2 separate regions of the Hordeum vulgare genome follow, and region 2 is linked to region 1. The links are chromatin contacts, called in public HiChIP or PLAC-seq maps. All regions are on one chromosome and are shown on one strand. Each heading gives the region's core, a stretch centred on a gene start, on an enhancer-like site or on the middle of the called end of the contact. The rest is flanking DNA. Distances are from core to core; before and after follow the strand shown.

Region 1 (3,834 bases), core at 1,325-3,824:
AAATTAGTTGTCGGATGATCTTTAAACAAAGCAACCAACGGTCGCATATCAAGATTAGATCGTTTGATTGCTCCAAAATGGAATCTAAGTCATTCCTCTGAGAGAGCATAGAAAGATTTTGCAATATAGTCTGCACGTCGCTCTTCCAAAGGTTCCAGGTATACTCGAACAAGTGGCTAGTAATCTGCATATGACAAAAAATATGAATCAGAACATAAGACCGACTTTATGGTCAGTATTTTAAGTCATTTACTGTTTATACTCGACAAATTTTGCAAAAGGAATCAAAAGCAAGGTGCATGAATTCATGCTTTGAGAAAACAGTAACAGAAATGCTATGGATGGCATGTCTCTTGCCATACTTTGACAAAACAGTAACATAAAATATATGGATAGCATGTCTCTTGATCAATTTAAGAACTACTCTATTTGGTAGTAAAGGAAGGTTCAAATTATAATAATCCTCTGGCTTAGCACTTAAGATGACTTAACATGCTTGAATTCAAAAGTACTAGTGGAGTTAATGCACATCAGCTAATGTTGTGCGCCTGTGTGCGACGATGCACGTTACGGGCCAACTAGCTGGTACTATACCAAACTAATAATGAGAAAACCAGAAAATCGAGCACATGCACATCTTGAGTAGTGATACTACTTATAGATGGATATGTGATTTTTGCAAAATCAAATACCTCGGCATAATTCCTCTGATCAACAGCAAGCCGTTTACTTGACAGCTCCTTTAAAGTTCGAAACAAGACCATAAACACACGATGTGAAGCAAGAACATCAGCTGACTGCAATTGTTGTGCCAATATAGAGAAAAGGTCCCGCCTGAATGATATGACTGTAAGCAACAACTCAACCCATGTGAAAGATAGTTGATAAGAATTGTGCTAAGAATACTTACCATTCTCTTGGGTAATCCAAACGTGCAATCTTCGAGATTAGTACAGCTAGCTGAAGTGCAATCTACATTACGACATTAAGATAACATACTCGCATTAATACACATGATTATGCGTTTGATATCATAAGATCACATATCATACACATTATCTAGTTTGCACCTGGTTATTCTCCTCTCGTATGTTTAACAAGAGATTTTTACGAAGGTGGTCCTTCTCCTCATTGCTAATTCCACTACAAAAGATAATTCAAACCGATAAGTGATATCTAACATGTCAGAGTTTTTTAACAAGGTGTCAAGTGATTATGTACCAGAAACTTGCAACATTATAAATTATCAAAATAAAAGTAACAGCAGAAAATCTACTTCGGATGTGCAGAGATAGGCTTATAAACAAATCTAAAGTCATAATTTACTCCATAGAGAGGTGATCCATAACGAAACTAATATGACAGTGGATCAGCTACTGTTTCTTTTTCTTTGTTCTTTTTTGAGTGAGGATCAGCTACTACTGTTCTTTCCTGTTGGACACCATCAGCCACAATTCCATAGTTTAAGTTAGGACTTGACAAGGACATTCGACATTAAAGCAATACAATTATTCTAACACCACCATACTAACAATAAGAAGCGTAGGCAGAGCCAGATGGCCTCGGTCACAGTATGACGTTCTAACGCACATTGTCATTGCTGTCATACAATACACTCGAGGAATCATAATTAACCAATGGTACTGAACAGAGGGTGACTAGGAATCCGGGCGAGTCCACCAACAGTGGTTGATGCTATTCTCAACAAATTCACTCCATAGAGAGGTGATCTCGAATAAAATTGATACTGTAGTGGATCAGCTATTGTTCCTTCCTGCAGGAAACCCTCAGCTATTTTGTTCCATGGTATTATTATTATGCTAGGACTGTCAATGACACTAGGAAAACTGCATCGAACATTAACATTAACGCAATACAATCATTCTAACACCACCGTGCTGACAGTAACAAACTTAGGCAGAGCCTAAATCGCAGCATGATAATATTCTACCGCACATTGTCACTACTGTCAGCAAAAGGAAGTTGGAAAAAACACTCGATGCTTCATAATGAACCAACGGAGCTGAACAGAGAGTCTCACTAGGAATCCCGGCGAGTCCGCCAGTAGCGGTTGATGCTGTTCTTAAAATAAACCGTGGCGAGCAGGCGCACGTCCTCGCGGCAGGACGAGCCCCTGGCGGAGATGATCTCCTGCAGAAGCACCAGATCAGCGAGTCAGCACGCTCGAACCCCATGGCACCGCCCCCCAATCGCCCGTAGATCGGGGTAGGCCCGGGAGGAGGAAAAGCCCTAGAGCCCATTCCCCGCGAAGCGAATGAGGGGCGGGAGGGGCGGGGATGGGGCGGCTTACCAGGAGGCAGGAGCAGAAGCCGGGGCGGGGCTCGCACTGCGCGAGGGCCGACTCCGCGGGGTGCCGCGTCGCCTCGTCGGCGCTGAGCGAGTTGGCGAGGACCGCGTACATGGTCGGCACGTCGCCGGCGGAGAGGGCCATGCTGTCCTCCGACCAGCCGCGGACACCGACGGGGAGGGCGGCGGCGGCGGCGGTGACTGGGAAGGAATGATCGGAGAGGAAGGAAGGTCGCGTGGGGTTGCGAGCGGAACAAGGGAAGAAAGGGTGCGGAAGAAGGCTGAGGAGGCCTGGGACCTCCTGGACGGCAGAAGACGTCTACTCTTCCGTAATACGTACTCTTAAGCTTACGTTTTCGTTTCGGAAATACGCTTTCAGCTGCTCACCGTCCGTGGCCGCATGACGTATGCTCTGATTCACGCCAGTTTCCATCAAAAGAAATACTCAGTCCGTCTCATAATATAAAACGATTTTACATATTATGAAACGAAGGAAGTAAGGTTTTGACACATATAACAAATCAATATATATATATGTTTATTCCGTGATTACAAAAATAATAATACTATATGAAAATTAAAATATAGAGTGTCTCAAACTAACTCAAGAACGGAAATAAAAACGAGACGTATCCATCAACTAGCTCAATGCGCACCCCTGTTACAACAAAACGCCTTTGTCGCTTACAAGCCCACGTGTTAAACCACCAACTCCGGAGGAAAGACCCAAGTTCCAGATGAAACAGCGACTTCCCATCTTACCGGACTGCAAGTGTTGGACCTCATATTGAAGACTTCGCCGGTGTTGACAAAATAAATGCAATCCTTCTCCACATTACCCCAAGGTGCGGGAACCGACTTCGAGAAGCGCATGCTGACAAAGAGCGCCTGGTCACCATCAAGTCCATCGGTCATCGGAACCCATGTGTCTGCATTCGCCTCGAAAACCTCTGCCTGACAAGTAAAACGTGTCGGCAAACCAATAGGCGTGGTTAATTGCATATAATGTTTCACCATGAGCAACTTTCCGCGAGACTCTACAAGGTAGCGTACAATGCTGGTGAGAGCCTTGGATCCGTGGGTCGCGTCATCGTACACATAGTCAAAAGCATCGTTTATAGCATTCTCATCCCTCTCGCATGGCTCGTCATACTCCTCCTCGTATATGACATTCTCGTTTTCTGATGTTGTTGTGCCCCATTCTTCATCAACATCATCATGTAATGGCAGAGTTGCATCTTTGCCTGATGTCCTTGATGCATCTTCATCTATTTTTTTCGCTACCTCATCATCATCATACTCACTGAATGCCTTCATTGTCTCCTCATCAGATGCTCCCACCGCCTTCTCATTTGATGTTTCAGCTACACCCACATTGAATGTCCTAGCTGCCTCCTCGTCTGATGCTCCCGCTGCTTCCTCTCATCATCATCATCATCCTCCTCCTCGTCCTCAAAGTCGCTCCATCCATGATAGCCATAATGACTTATTGGTTGGCTTACGACGCGTCTGCCAACGGCAACCATG
Region 2 (3,732 bases), core at 921-3,420, 550 kb after region 1:
TCCAAGTTCTCAGCTTCTCTAACTGCAGCATAATCAAAAGCATTATCAAATACTGCAATTGTTGAAGTGGTGTCTGAACATTACAGGAATCATTCTGTTGACAGAGAGAAAACTAAAAGGATATATTATGTACACACTTACCATGGAGATGCTCGAAAAGAGTCCCATTTGGAGCATATTCAAACACCATAGCTCTGGTGAAAGGATTTTCTTCTTCACAGTAGCCAAGCAGGTTTATAAAGTTCTTGTGGCCCACTTTGGATAAACTTGAGATCTGAGACCACAGCCATTTCAGTCAATGTGTATTTCGCAAAAGAAAAATAGTGTGCATATAAAGGAGATTAACGGCAGGTTACCTTTTTCCTGTACTGGGATTCACATTCTTTTGACCAATCATTCTTAGATGATATTAAACTTGACACAACTGCTATTTCAACCCCGCTTGATAATGTTCCCTTATACAACATGCAGTTAGCCGTAGAACCAATTATATTGCTGAAATCCTCGCAGGCTGCCTCCAGCTCTGACCGTTTCAGCGAAGGCACACCTGGAAGCATGATTGATCATGTGTTAAGGTGCAACCAAAGAACAAAATATATGATAACAGATATGCACACATAGCATGAAGGATACCTGTCACGAAGGCTCGCTGCAGTTGCCCGCTTAACCCTGTTACCCAAGGCCTCACAGTACCGACTTTCTTCGCCCGGCAGTATACAGCAAATGCCGCAGTCATGACAAGGAAGGCCGCACCACCTGCCGTGACCAAACCGTAGGCTCTCCAGGAATGCTTATGAACAGCGTTGACTGGGGCATCAACCCGAGGATCATGGCTTGGCTGTGGGGCGGAAGGCAGAGGCCTGACCGATTGTGGAGGGGCTAGCGATGGAGATGGTGATGCCTTAGGCGGGGCGATGAACGGCGAGGGCGACGGAGCAGGCGATGGTGCTCCTGCGCGATGCCTGCCCTTGTTGTGGTCAGGAGCTCGAGTCGGTGGCAGGAGAAATGGTGGGAAGTGTATCTGTAGCAGCCTTCTCGGGTGCGAATTCCTGATGTTTCAACAGCACATGAAGCAAAACGGAGAAACATATCAACTTGAGTAAGAAACACTTTGATCATCATAAGTAAATTCCACTCATGGTGACATTTCCAGATGTAACAACAGCTGTATGTTATTATTATTACAAAACAAAGAACAGTGCGAGTTCAGATTTGTTAACCCGTTTCAGATGCCGGCATGATTGATTACTCTACTACCAGAAGAGAGATGATTCGATCAATCAGGCAGGCAGGCAGGCAGAAACATGCCCTCCCTCCCCGCAGATTTGCGCCACGGCGCCACCTTTCAACCAAAGTCATAACAACTCGGCTCCACCTAACCACCGGCCGATAAGCCAGGCCGCTTCGAATGATTGCCGAATCACCACACCAACCAACACCACCAGGCAAAGCCAAACTACAGTTATACAGTTGCATACGCTCCCCCTCAAAACAAAACAAAAAATCCCAGAAAATTCCAGCCCTCCCGATCTCCATGACTAACGAGCATAGCAGCAGTACTAAAATCAGCAAGGGCGCCGCGGGTTCGCAGGCTCACCTGAGCTGAACGGGAGCGGATTCCATGCCCGCGCTCCATTCCCGAGCACCGGGCCCTCCTCCACCCGCTGCAGAAACAAAGAAGGACGACACGCCCGAGATCAGCCCGCCCGCTTCGGCAGAAGGAAGGAAGGAAGAAAGAAAGAAGCAAAGCGAAAAACCAAGAAGGAGGCGGGACCTGCTGCGCCGTGGACGAGCGGGCAGGAGACGGAGACGGAGACGAGCACCAGCAGCAGCAGAAGCAGCGGCGGCGGCAGGAGAAGACGGTGGAGCGAAGGCGGCGGGTGACGCGGGTCCCCCATCAGTCGTGGGGAGGAACGGCAGCGGCGGCGAGAGGAGCAGGAGCGCGGGCGCGGGGCAGTGGCATGTGGCTGGAGCGAGTCGCGGGGACCGAGCGAGAAGAGAAGAGGAATGTGAAGGTGAAGCTGGGTTTGGTTTGGTGGCGAGGGGAGAGGGTGGGGGTGGGGGGATCTGGGAGGAAACGCGTGAGCGGTGGAGGGAGGGAAGAGGTTGGGTTGGAGTTGGACGCGGCCGAGGGAAAGGTAGGCGACAGAGACCGGCCAGCTCGGGGACAAGCGTCATTCATTCCATTCTCCTCAACGAAAATGAATGCCTTCCTTCCTTTCCTGCTTACTTACTTACTATTGTTTCCTTGTTAAAGCCTGGCAACAAAAAAAGGTTGGACGCGTGAACCCTTTTTTGTGATTCTTGTGTGTGTGTGTGTGTGTGTGTTTTATGCCCTGTTTTGAATGCTTCGCTTTGTTGATTTTATTGTTTTGCTTCTTCTTCTTTTTTCAGGCGAAGCAAAGGAAATGGAAAGGAGAATCTTTCAAAGGAGGACAAAAGGAGCGAAAAAGAAGGAGAGAAGATTTGCGAATCACGGGTTCAAGTTTCGTATAGAGTTTTTAAAGTCTCGGGCCGAGCCTGCGTCGACAAGTGATAGGAAGAAGGTTTGCGAATCATGGGTTCATGGTTCGCAAAGTGTCGACAAGTCTTGAGTCGAGTTTGGGCAAGACATACCTGCTGCCAAGTAGCGGTGCAGACTATGAGCTGCGAAGAGTTTTTGACAATTCGGACTTGCTGATTCTCATCTAGAGAACGTACAAGATCTCATGTAACCGCGATCGATCAAACAAAAGAAGAAGAAAAAACCCGCATAGATCCGCACATGAAGAAATGGTGCGGTGTGAAACCCCCTTTGAAAATCTTCGCGTAAACGGCAAAACTTATAGTTAATTTATATCTAGATGGGAGCTAAACGGACCACCTACATGTAATAATTTTATTACTTGTGTTATTTTTACCGCCATGACAACTGATGAATAGTTTGAAAGTTTTTCCCAGGGAAAATAGATGGACGGAGCTGGCCACCCCTTGAAAATTGCGTGGAAATTCATCCTGGTGCGTGCGTGCGTGATGCGGACCGGGAGACCAAGCACGACGGCTCGGTGATTCGGTGCAGCTTACATATACACCTCGTAGTAGTAGTAATTTGGTTTACATGTATGGGAGGTAGTACCCAGAAGCAGAGCAGTTGACCGTGACTAGCAACAGTGTTTTCCTTTAATAACCGCAAATAAACTACTCCCTCCGTTCTTAAATATAAATCTTTATAAAGATTTCATTAGTGGACTACATACGGATGTATATAAACTAATAGACATATTTTAAAGTATACATTTAATTATTTTGCTCCGTATGTAGACACATAGTGAAATCGCTTAAAAGACTTATATTTAGGAACAGAGGGAGTAGTACCGAGACTCACATGCTGCATTGATCACTTATTTGGACGTGATCCCTTCGCTCTCTCATCAACTGCCCCCCGAATTACTTTACAATCAAGTGGTGCTGCAGCCGGTTATCCGTGACCCGTTCCTGCTCCCCCTCGACCGTTAACGAGTGGATTAACTTTAGTAGTACTGCTACATCGTCTGACCGCGCAGGATAAATAAAATACTTGATCTTGCGTCGTCTCGGCGCTGACACGATCTTTGATCTTAGGAAAGAGAGAGAGTCCTAGGTTCGTGCCAACAAAAATATAATATCAGATGACATGGTGCATATGCAGTCATGTCTCCTGCATCAGCAGCTAAACCGCGTTCGTGATCCGGCACTTGTCTGCCCAGCCTCGAT

The links. HiChIP or PLAC-seq counts read pairs in DNA pulled down with a chosen protein or histone mark.
Region 2: an H3K4me3 HiChIP or PLAC-seq map of embryo shows a contact between it and region 1, with 2.6 times the contacts expected there. The contact joins the promoter of LOC123424609 here to the promoter of LOC123424604 in region 1. A contact is called at or near these places in 1 of 6 Hi-C or Micro-C datasets (leaf) and 1 of 1 datasets of contacts at active chromatin or transcription factors (embryo).

The regions. Positions count from the first base shown.
Region 1 is chr2H:27,433,447-27,437,280 of MorexV3_pseudomolecules_assembly, forward strand. It overlaps LOC123424604 (importin-11), which reads right to left and starts at 2,575. Exons shown (of 24, transcript XM_045108246.1): 1 at 2,312-2,575; 2 at 2,042-2,151; 3 at 1,071-1,143; 4 at 911-972; 5 at 693-834; 6 at 1-184. The coding sequence starts at 2,452.
Region 2 is chr2H:27,980,590-27,984,321 of MorexV3_pseudomolecules_assembly, forward strand. It overlaps LOC123424609 (probable inactive receptor-like protein kinase At3g56050), which reads right to left and starts at 2,171. Exons shown (of 6, transcript XM_045108250.1): 1 at 1,775-2,171; 2 at 1,598-1,664; 3 at 634-1,049; 4 at 357-547; 5 at 142-274; 6 at 1-22. The coding sequence starts at 2,171.